Linked DNA regions of Sus scrofa: all the other regions are linked to region 1. A link is a contact called in public HiChIP or PLAC-seq data. All regions are on one chromosome and are shown on one strand. Each heading gives the region's core, a stretch centred on a gene start, on an enhancer-like site or on the middle of the called end of the contact. The rest is flanking DNA. Distances are from core to core; before and after follow the strand shown.

Region 1 (3,759 bases), core at 1,006-3,505:
CTCCGGGGGTTCCCATCTTGGCTCAGTGGAAAGGAATCTGACTAGCATCCATGAGGACGCATGTTCAATCCCTGGCCTCACTCAGTGGGTTAAGGATCCGGCGTTGCCGAGAGCTGTGGTGTAGGTCGCATACACGACTTGGATCCCCACATTGCTATGGCTGTGCTAGGCTGGCAGCTATAGCTCCAGTTCGACCCCTAGCCTGGGAACCTCCATGTGCTATGGGTGTGGGCCTAAAAAGACAAAAAAATTAAAAATGAAAAAAAAGAAACAGCAAGACCCCCAGTTACATGGTATTGATGTTTACATGATATTTTGCATCGGATATACTGGGAATCGTTTAGGCTGAATGTTTCACTTGACACTATATTGAAGGGACATCGTCAAGGCGTTTTCCAAACGGCTGCTAAACAAATTCAGTGGAGCAGCCACGTTCTGAGGTGTGGGACGGGGGCACCCTGGGTGTGGCACGTTCCTATTTCACCCAGGGTGCTGGGAATTGGGACATCAGAGTGAAGTTCTCAGCTTATGAAAGTCACCGTTTTATCGTGTCTTGAGTTCTCCTAGTGGAGTCTGGGACTCATAAAATAATGTCATTTATTCAAAGAGTTTTCTAACAGAGTAATATCCCTTGATTAGTAGCTCTTAGGAAGAGCAGTCGGCTCCTTGAGATGAATATGTAACGGCTGAAAGTATGTGCTTAGGAAATGGAATCCTGTCCCAGAACAGGAATCACAAGAGTCTGACTAAAAGGTAACCATGTCTTTGGTGTTGAAGGAATAATTATCTTGATTCTCTTGACTCCAGGCCAGAAGCGGGGCTGTCAGAAACCTCAGAGGGAAATCTCTTCAGGTTTACACCGAGGGTACGGTATTGCCAGATAGAGTGTCTGTTCAGAAGGACTCAAAGCAGCTTCACGTCTGCTCTCTCAATTGGATTCCTTAGTCTGTGCTGGAAGGAGAGGGAGATAATAGTTCCATCTCACAAATGCAGAGATGAGAGCATCGATTCCAACCCCCCCAACTCCGCCCGCCCGCTTCTCCATTATTCTCCCGAGGTTGCATGTTAGAGAGTAGCAGAGTAATATTGAAAATGCCAGGTAGTTTATATGCTCTTCTGTTTTTTTTTTTTAAAGATCAAAAGCGTCCAGGAGCCTTTAAAAGGTTTCACAAGGTGGCCTACAGCAGTCCTTTTCCCATTTAGTGCATTGGGGTATTACAAAAGAAGGGCTTTAATTGAGCAATCTAGTTTGGAAGAAAACCCACATTTTAATGGTCAGAGAGCAAGAGGGTGGGGGTGAGGGGGAATTTCAGACAAAGACACTATTTAAAAAGCCTAAAACTGTCTTCTCAAAGGCTTGAAATAATTTGTTGGGAAACTTCAGACCCTTTACTTTTTTCCTCCCCTCCCTAAATAAAAACCAGATTTGTTAAAAGGAAAAAAGATTCGGTATTGTTAATTGTATTTCAGAAAGTGCCAGAGAGGGAAATATCCCTGTAGTTTTAAACACTGTCCCAAGAGGGAAATGGGCAAATACCCTGCTTCACATAAACAGTCTCTATGTACCATAAATAAACCTTTAAAGAATGAATTCCAGACAGTTTTGTTTAGTGCAGGATAAACTAAGAAAGGAAAGGACATGGCCCAGGGACTAGCTTGTGATCCGAGACCTGATGCAATATGGGCAGGTATTTCTTCTTTCAACTCCATAAAGTTTCTGGAAGACTTCAGCAGGTTTTTGTCTGGCGGAGGTAGGAATGGACAGTTTCCTATTTTTATTAGGAACTTAGGAGCACAGATTGCTTTCTCCAGAATCCATTTTATAACAGGAAACCGTCTGCTACTTGAGTAAATAGGCATCAACTTTGTATACTACTGTATTTGATTAGTCATTTAGTCACCACAAGAAAAAGCCCTGTTGGGTCCTTCCCCTCCCTCCCTTTGACTCGCCAGAACAACCTGAAGGTGGCAGAGTAATTCACAGCAACCCGTCCTGTCTCAGCATTTTCAAACGCGGGAGGCCCCAGAGTGGCACCAGGTCAAGATCGTTTTCTACCGAAGGGGCCAGAACATCTCTGTGGTTCAGACAAAGCGCAGCCACTCAGAAAGGGGCCAGTGTCTTTCCTGAGGGTTTCGACCGCTCAGTGGAGGTTTTAAAGTCATTGTATCACGTGTGGCTCTTCTTCCTCATCTGGCTGCAGGGAGGAAGTTGGGGTAAAAGCTTTGGCCTTTTGCCTTTGTTTTGATCTCATTTCCTCTTCTCTGAGAAGAAAGTAATGCTCCAAGTTGTACCGACAAAACCAACAGCGGCTGAACTGATGTCAGGACCTGTCTTTCCCAGCACATTTCTTGTGTGACTCTGAGCAAAGTGCTTAAGGCTTCAGGGCCTCAGTTTCTCTGTCAGTCCAGTGGGGAAGGTCGTGCCTGCCCCCCTCGTCATGCACCACGTGGCTGGGGGAAGCATGCAAGAGTGAAGAGCAGCGAGTCTTCCAGGAGAAATGAAGTAATTCTCTAGTCTGGTCTTCCTGCCTTCCACCTAGTAGGTAGTTGCTGTTGTGGAAACGAGCATGTTCAAGTCCAGAGTCTACTCCTAACTCCTAACTAGCTGCAGGGGTTTAGGCCTGCCACCTAACATTTCTCTGGTCTTATTTATTTAAAGAAATGGGAGTGTTAGGCTGGATTAATTTGAGGATGCTCGTAATCTTTGAAATGCTTTGTTCTGAAATTGTTTAGTAGGAGGTTGCTAGAGACTACCCAGGGCGCCGGATCCAGCTGCCTTTTGGCTCATCTCTGTAGGGTCCTCAGCTGTATTGGATGTTGCTGGCCTCCCTGGTCTGGATGTCTCTCCTTTCTGGTTCTTCTGTTACTTTTATGTTTGTTTTTTCTCTTCTCCTGACCACATGTTTATTAAAAAGGGCCATTTTTTTTTTCCCCCTCTGTGGATAAATTGACTGGTCATATAGCATGTCCTTTTCTGGTTTTTTTTTTTTTTTTTGGCCACACCTGTGGCATGTGGAAGTTTCCAGGCCCGGGATCAAACCCGAGCTGCAGTTTTGACCTGTGCCACAGCTGCAGCAGTGCCGGACCCACTGCACCTAAGGGAACTTTCCACTTGCACATTTAAAAGATCATTTTATTAGTCTCTTACCTAATTTTAGAAGCTCTTTATATAAGTTTTGTCTTTGATATAAGTTTAGAAGACAAATTTTAGAAGCTCTTTATATAAGTTTTGTCTTTGATATAAGTTGCAAGTATTTTTTCTTTGGTTTTTCATTTGTCTTTTTATTTTGCTTTTGGTGTGTGTGTGTGTGTGTGTGTGTGTGTGTGTTTAAATCATGCAAAAGTTTCTTATTTTAAATTGTAAAACGTGTCAATCTTTTGCCTTTTTTGATCTGAATTTTGAGTTACAACAAGATTTTTCTGGGAGTTCCTGCTGTGGTGCAGTGGGTTAAGAATCCAGTGTTGTCTCTGAGGCAGCGTGGGTTCAGTCCCCAGCCTGGTACAGTGGGTTAAGGATCCAGCATTGCTGCAGCTGTGGCACAGGTTGTAGCCATGGCTTGGATATAGTCCCTGGCTGGGGAACTTCCATATGCCACAGTTGTGGGAAAACAACAACAACAACAAAAACAATAAAAAGTTTTCCCGCTCTTATTTTAGAAAATTTCATCTATGTTTTCTTCAGTTTCTTCAACTAAACGTGCTCGTGTTCCAAAAGAATTTAAGGCAGACATGCTAAAGGATTAAAAAATAAGTGAGAAA
Region 2 (3,496 bases), core at 258-2,757, 150 kb after region 1:
TCAGCTGGGGGGTGGGGGGCCCCGAGGAGCCAAGAGACCACGGGCACTCGGGGCTCCAGGCAGAGGCTTTCCTGGCAGCATGAGAGGCCCAGGGAAACTGAGCTTGGGGCCCCTGGAACAGCCCCTTCAGTGGGGGGCTAGAACGTGCAGGGGTTGCTGCCCAGAGTCTGGAACATTCTAGGGAAGTGATGCTGGGAAAATTCTGGAGGGTGGTCTCCTGTGTAAAGCCCGCCTCCCAAGGTGGCCTGCCCTGGAAACCCCCACCTGACAAGCACGGCGACCTTTCTGTGACTCCTGAGCCTTTGACATTGAGACCCCTGTCCTCCCCACCCCATTCAACTTGCCGAGGCCTGGGAGTTCGTCTCTAGAACAGTAGTTCTCAAAGTGTGGCCCAGGAACCCTTGGAGGGTACTTGAGATCTCTTCAGAGTTCTGTCTGTGAGATCAAAGTATTTTTGCTTTTTTTTTCTTGCTTTTTAGGGCCAAACGTGCTACAGCTGCCAGCCTACACCACAGCCATAGCAACGCGGGATCCAAGCTGCGTCTTCGACCTACACCACAACTCACAGCAATGCTGGGTCCGTGACCCACTGAGCAAGGCCAGGGATTGAACCCACATCCTCATGGATGCCAGTCAGATTCAGCTCCACTGTGCCACAACGGGAACTCTCAAACTATTTTATTATAATACCGAGATGGGATTTGACCTTTTTTTTTTTTTTTCCTTTGGCCTTGCCCATGATATGCAAAAGTTCCCTGGCTAGGGATCAAATCCCAGCCACAGCAGTGACAACACCAGATCCTTAACCCAGCGAGCCACCAGGAAACTCCGGTTTGACTTTTTTACCCTCATTCTCTCACAAGTATACAGTTGAGTTTTCCAGAGGCTCCACAACCTACAGCATCACAGACTAAAATCAGAAGCAGATATGAGCATCCATTTGTCTTCAATTAAGTCAGATAATAAAAAGCTTTGCAAAAAATGTTCAGCAATGTTATTCTTTTACTACATTCTTTTTTGGGAGGGAAATATACTTACTTTTCATAAAAATATCACTTATATTAACCCTGAATAGATTCATGATTGCTACTTACAAGTGAATAAATGTATAAATCCTATAAATCTTTTTCTCAGTTTTAATTTCTAATGCAATAGGTACAATTCACATACACAAAACTCTTTGGGTTCTTCAATAATTTTTTTTTTAATGGTCGCATTTGTGGCATATGCAGGGAATGATTCCGAGCCACAGCTTTGGCAACACTGGATCCTTAACCCACGGCACTGGGCTGGGGATTGAACCTGTGCTGCCACAGAGACAATGCCAGGTCCTTAACCTGCTGAGCCACAGGGGCAAATCCCAGGGTTCTTCAGTAATTTTCAAGATGGTAAAGGGGTCCTGAGCCCAACATGTTTGAGAACTACCGCTCTGTTGTAAGGACAGTCAATCCATGCCACACAGGCCGCCGCTCCTCTTTTTCACACCCACAGCAGACATGACTAATCAATCACAGGGCACTTGCTCTTGCCCAAGGCCTCTTCCCCACCCGAGTCTGTGTGGAGCAGGGGAAACGGCCAGCACAAGCCTGACCCAGTGCTTCCTCCCCCGGCCCCGTACCTTTTCAAGATAATGAGGACATGCATGGTCCACGGGAGCAGGAGGAGGGTCTGATTGAGCTGCACGGCTTCCACCGTCCTCCGGGCCACCGTCTCCGGCTTCAGGGGGGGAAAGAGGTTGGGGAACCTGCCCGCAGGAAGAGACAGTGTGGGTTTCTCCTAAGGAGCAGGTGCCCCGCTGTAAGACCCCCGTGGCGCATATGTCAGGGTCATGGCTCTGGCTGCTCCCGTGTGGGAGACCTGAGTCCCATTTGGAACACTCTCCCTGCTCCCCAGCCTCCCCCAGACATGTCAGGAGCCTCTCACCCCTCCTCCCAGGGAGTCTCCCCTCGAGGCCTCCCAGCCCACCCACCCTGGCTTCTCAGAGCACTTCAGAGGGCTCCTTAAGGCCCCACACTCCTCCCGTCACTGCCCTGCTCCCCCCGCACCCCCCCCCCCCCGCCACCCCCTGTCTTCAGCCCTCTTTCCTCTGGGCCCCACTCCCCTTCTCACTCTGCCCCAGCTGTCCTGGCCTATCCTGTCACTTAACATCGTTCCCATCTCGGGGCCTTTTGCCAGTTGTCCCATCACCTTGGCTCTCTTCTGCTGTCCACTGAGAGTGGCCTCTGCTCTTGTCCCCATGATAACGGGGACGTATCACATCTAGAATGGCCCTGCCTGTCTGCTTGTTTCCCGGGAACAGCCTGCCTCCCCCAGCAGCCCGTGAGTTCCCCAGGGGCAGAGGTCTGGTGGGTCTTGCTCCCTGGTGTGCGCCCTGGGTCCAGGACATAGCAGGTGCTCAATAAATGCTTGCTGAAGGGGTGGAGGACGTGGCGTTCCCCGGCTGTGTCCGCCCCATCCTGGAGGCTGGGGCTCTGCCGGGGACACCCTTCTCTGCCCTGCTTGCTGGTTCACAAGCTCACTCCTTGATTCATTGATTCATTCACATATTTGCAGAGCGTATCCCCCCGGGGGGGGGGTGAATGAACAAATGGCTGAATAAGCAAACACTGGGGGCTTCTCACGCCTGTTCATAGGCATCTGACCTGATGCCCAAAGGGGATGCTCCCTCAGTGCGGGGCCTGGGCTAAGTGCTCAACAGGTGTCCTTTGCTCCAATCGACAGAGAAGGAAGCTGAAGCTCTGGGGAGTAGGTGGGGGACTGGGGATTCAAACCAGGTCCAAAGGAGCCCCAGTTCAGTGCTGTCCCTGCCCTCCCCTGCCTGCTGCTTGTCCCGCCCCTCCTGGACCTCCAGGTGCTGGGCTGAGGCTGCCGGCTCCGACCTTGGTCCCACAGGGGCTGGTCAGCTGCTCTGCACCAGGAGGACTGAGGCTGAGGAGTCCCCTGGGCCTGATGTCACCCTGAGAAAAGGCGACTCCGGGACCCCTGGTGTGAGCTGGGTTGGCCTTAGAGAGTCCATGGAGCTCACCCTCCACGCTGTGCTTCCTTGGCTGTCACCATATGCTGCCAAGACACCCAGGACCTACCGTCGGCCACGGCCGGCCTTGGGGGTCTTGTGGTGAGGAACGTGTGAGGCGGTTCATGACACAGGAACCCCATAGACACCCTGGACAGTCTGGGTTTCCAGCCCCCACCTGGGCCAGTGCCGCTGCCGGGGGGTCAGGAAGACAAGATGGAGAGACCAAGGTCCCTGGGTTCAGGGCACCCTTCCTGGTAAGACCCCCACCCCGGAGAACCTAACCCAGGGGATGCCTTTTTCCTTTCTCTTGGCAGTGGGTGGGGTGTTTACACAGGGAACTGGCAGAGCCATTAACTTCCACAAGGCAGCAGAGACCCCTGGAAAGAGTGCACTCAGCCGGTGTGGCCTTGAGCAAGTAGCCTCAGTTCCCTCATCTGGGAAATGGGGATAAGGGCTCTCACAGGGTTGCAGGTGCGGGTT
Region 3 (3,270 bases), core at 129-2,628, 170 kb after region 1:
GGGGGGGGGGGACTGCAAGGAGGCCGAGTGGAAGAGCTGAGTGGGAGACGTGAGGTTGGGGGCTGCAGCCCTGGGTGCGGGTGGGGTTTGAATTCTTCCCCCAGTGAGATGGGAAGTCCTTTGGAGGGTTGTGGGCAGAGAAAGGACAACTCTACTTGGCTTTTGGAACGAGGCCTGGCTGCTGCACTGTGGGTATGGCATGTTGGGGGTGCGGGGGGGCCGGGGCAGTGGACCAGGGCTGGTTAGGAGCAGCTGCTGTACCCGCAGGTGACCCCTATGAGAGATGGAGGGGAGCGGGGCTGGAGCGCTTGGCAGAAGTGATGGAGGAGGAATTCCGCACAGCTGCAGGTTTGGGGGGCCCGGAGGGGCGCCAAGAGGACCCTAAAGGGTTTGGCCTGAGAAAATGCAAGAACAGGATGGCCAGGAACCCAGGCGCGGAGCCTCCCTCCCCTGGGAAGGCGGGCTGTGGCAAGTCCCAGGTATGGGGAAAGCGAGAGATCCTGACTTCTATCCGCAGGTCCCTTCAGCTTCCAGAACACTCGGCTTAAGCAGAGGGAGGGGCGGGGCCCGGAAAGAGTTCCAGGTGGCAAGGGCCGGCTGGGCAGGAAGAGGGTGCCTGGATGCGGGCCGAGCAGGCCAGCTACCCACCTAGCGCGCCGGGGTAAACACACCAGTTTCCAATAACAAAGTGGCGGGCCAACCCCGCCCGCTCGGGGCCGGGAGGCGGGTCCGCGCTCACATGATGGGGTGAGGGGGTGGCAGGAGGAGCCGCCGCCGGGGAAACCTCAACGGATCTGGCAGGAGGCTCCAGGAAGTCCTTCTGAAAGTGGGCCCAGGGACGGGCGGAGGGTGGGGGCCCGCGGGGGTCCCGGGAGGGGGTGGGGCGGGGCCGGGCTGGAGTCCTGGGTGGGGATTGGGCTGGGCTCCCATTTGGCGGATGGGGAAGGGCTGGAAGGGGGGGGGGCGGGGGGAGGTCGATGGGGAGGGGGGGGCGGGGCTGTGTCCCGGAGGTGCCGGGTCGAGAGGGCTGTCGCGTGGAGGTTCCGGGCTCAGGTCGGGGGTCGTGGGGTGAAGACGAGTGACGGATTGGGGGGTGGGGTCGGGGACTCGGCAGGGGCAGGGGGCAGTGGAGAAATGGGGTCCGGGCGTGGATGGGAAGGGGGTGGGCTGGGGGCGGGACGCGGATGGGGCGGGGGCCAGGTTGGGGTCCGGCGCCGGTGGCGGGGTGCGGAAAGGGTCCCCTCCCGCGGCAGGGACCGCCCGCGCTTCCTCCCTGCAGCGGCCGGGCGGTAAACAAACGCCGTGATGTCACCCGCGCCGCTGACCTGCGGCTGAACCCGGAGCTGTAAATGAGATGCAAGGTGCCAGCAGCCTCCAGGCCGCGCGGCCTGCGAGCCACACACGCTCCTCCGCGCCGGCCCGAGGTTACCCCAGCTGCGCACACGGACAGGATGCTGCAAACGCCACAAGACATTGCAACACGCAGCCAGTCTGCTGGCCGCAGCGTGAACCTTCCCGCCGCCTCCTCCGCCGCCCCCTGGGCAGGCACCGGCCCAGCTGGAGCGCGGCCTCCCTCCTCCGGAGCATCCCTGGGGGCTGGCAGCTTCCACTCCTCAGGCGTCAGCCTCTCCCCTAGGCACCCATCCCCTGCCTCCCCAGGGGGCCTCCGGACCCTAGAGCTGAGTGTTCTGGGTCAGATTTGGGCTTTCCGCCCAACAGATTGGGGAAGTGCCTGCCTTTGCTCTCGGCTTTCTGGGAAGCTCGTTCTTCTTCTGCGAAGCCTGGGCGCTGGAGGCCCTTTTAAGCAGATGTCAAAGTGTCCCATGGCTGCCCACCAGCCACTGCCCTACTTCACAGGGCAGGGGGCCACCGTGTCTTCCAGAGAGCTCCCAGCGCGGCCCTGGACTGCATGCATCCCCTTGGCAACCGCAGGCTCTGAAGTGCCCTTGGGAATGGAAATCAGCCTGGCTGGGCCAGGCAGGCCAGCACCCTGCTCTGGAGTTGATTTGCTGTGTGACTTTTGAATGAGTCACTTGGCATCTCTGAGCCTCAACATCTCCCACTTGGGGAAGTGGGGAGGGTTGAAACTGGCCTCCTTCGCTGGTGAGGGGAAGGTCAAAAGTGCAAGGAACCCTCATGGGGCTGCCAGCGTTGGTTAGAAGCCTCAGGTGCAGGGCCTGGCCTGGTGAGAACTTGGAGCTGCTCAGAGAATTCAGGGCCAGCCCTCTCCTCACTCCTTTTCCCCCAAACTCAGCCCTCAGCCTTTACTTCCCACCCCGAACTGCCCAGGGAGGCCCCCTACTGGCTCCCCGACTTGGACCCCACTAACTCAAGTCCTTTTAGCAAGTGGGGGGGTATCTTTAAAAAACACCCCAAGAATGCAGCAGGGCCCAGCTAAACCAGAGCTGCTTCCAGCTTCCCTTTCACTGAAGTTGATATTTAAGCCTCTCTCCCTCACGTCATCCTGTCTTCGTTTTATTTTATTTTTGCTTTTTAGGGCTGCACTCGTGGCATATGGAGGTTCCCAGGCTAGGGGTCGAATTGGAGCTGCAGCTGCTGGCCTACACCACAGCCACAGCAACGCCGGATCGAGCCACGTCTGCAACCTACACCACAACTCATGGCAATGCCAGATCCTTAACCCACTGAGCAAGGCCAGGGATGAACCTGCATCCTTGTGGATACTAGTCGGGCTCGTTTCTGCTGAGCCACAATGGGAACGTCCACCCTGTTTTATTTTATAGCAATTTGTCACTATCTGAAATTGTAATAGTTATTTGTTGTTTCCTTTCTGTCTCCCTCCCCCAGTGCAATGACACCCTAGAAATGCAGGCTCACTATGAGTTCCCAGCACCTGGCTTGATAATCAGTCGCCTCGTGCGTTATGTGCACGAATGAGTGAAATCATGTTGCCTCCCCTGCAAAACGGGCCATAACATCCCTGGAGGGGACCTTGGGAGGGATGAAGTTGACAACCCAGGTGTATGGCTTCCATGAGGACCAGCCACATCATTTGTGAGGCCCTGTGTGAAAGGAAAAGGCGTGGCTGCCAGTTGAATAATTATTGAGGACTTCAAGATGGCAACGGCAGGGCATTAACAAGTGCAGGAACTTTCTGAGCAAGGGGTCATGTGGGACAGCTTGGGTCCCACACCTAGATGGAGAGTGGCGGGCAGGGGAGACCAAATGCCAAGTCTCAGGCCTTCCGCGCCTTCTGGACAGCAGGAAACGAGATCCAGCAGATGCGCTCCTGCTGCAGAATGGGCATCA

The links. HiChIP or PLAC-seq counts read pairs in DNA pulled down with a chosen protein or histone mark.
Region 2: a contact with region 1 is called in an H3K27ac HiChIP or PLAC-seq map of alveolar macrophages. The contact joins two enhancer-like sites. A contact is called at or near these places in 2 of 47 Hi-C or Micro-C datasets (embryonic fibroblasts and liver) and 2 of 2 datasets of contacts at active chromatin or transcription factors (alveolar macrophages and skeletal muscle).
Region 3: a contact with region 1 is called in an H3K27ac HiChIP or PLAC-seq map of alveolar macrophages. The contact joins two enhancer-like sites. A contact is called at or near these places in 2 of 47 Hi-C or Micro-C datasets (both in liver) and 2 of 2 datasets of contacts at active chromatin or transcription factors (alveolar macrophages and skeletal muscle).

What each region holds. Positions count from the first base shown.
Region 1 is chr6:72,407,541-72,411,299 of Sscrofa11.1, forward strand. All of the region lies in intron 62 of VPS13D (vacuolar protein sorting-associated protein 13D), which reads left to right. Among named protein-coding and RNA genes, the nearest start is that of VPS13D, 150 kb to the left of the region's middle. Within about 2 kb of position 2,256, at least 44 of the 83 cell types and tissues checked have an H3K27ac peak or open chromatin away from gene starts, as enhancers often do. A contact at or near this core is called in alveolar macrophages, liver and skeletal muscle, where this site is marked.
Region 2 is chr6:72,558,019-72,561,514 of Sscrofa11.1, forward strand. It overlaps DHRS3 (short-chain dehydrogenase/reductase 3), which reads right to left. Exons shown (of 6, transcript XM_021095382.1): 5 at 1,619-1,744. Among named protein-coding and RNA genes, the nearest start is that of DHRS3, 39 kb to the right of the region's middle. Within about 2 kb of position 1,508, at least 1 of the 83 cell types and tissues checked has an H3K27ac peak or open chromatin away from gene starts, as enhancers often do. A contact at or near this core is called in alveolar macrophages, where this site is marked.
Region 3 is chr6:72,578,128-72,581,397 of Sscrofa11.1, forward strand. The region is part of intron 1 of DHRS3 (short-chain dehydrogenase/reductase 3); the gene reads right to left. Among named protein-coding and RNA genes, the nearest start is that of DHRS3, 19 kb to the right of the region's middle. Within about 2 kb of position 1,379, at least 68 of the 83 cell types and tissues checked have an H3K27ac peak or open chromatin away from gene starts, as enhancers often do. A contact at or near this core is called in alveolar macrophages, liver and skeletal muscle, where this site is marked.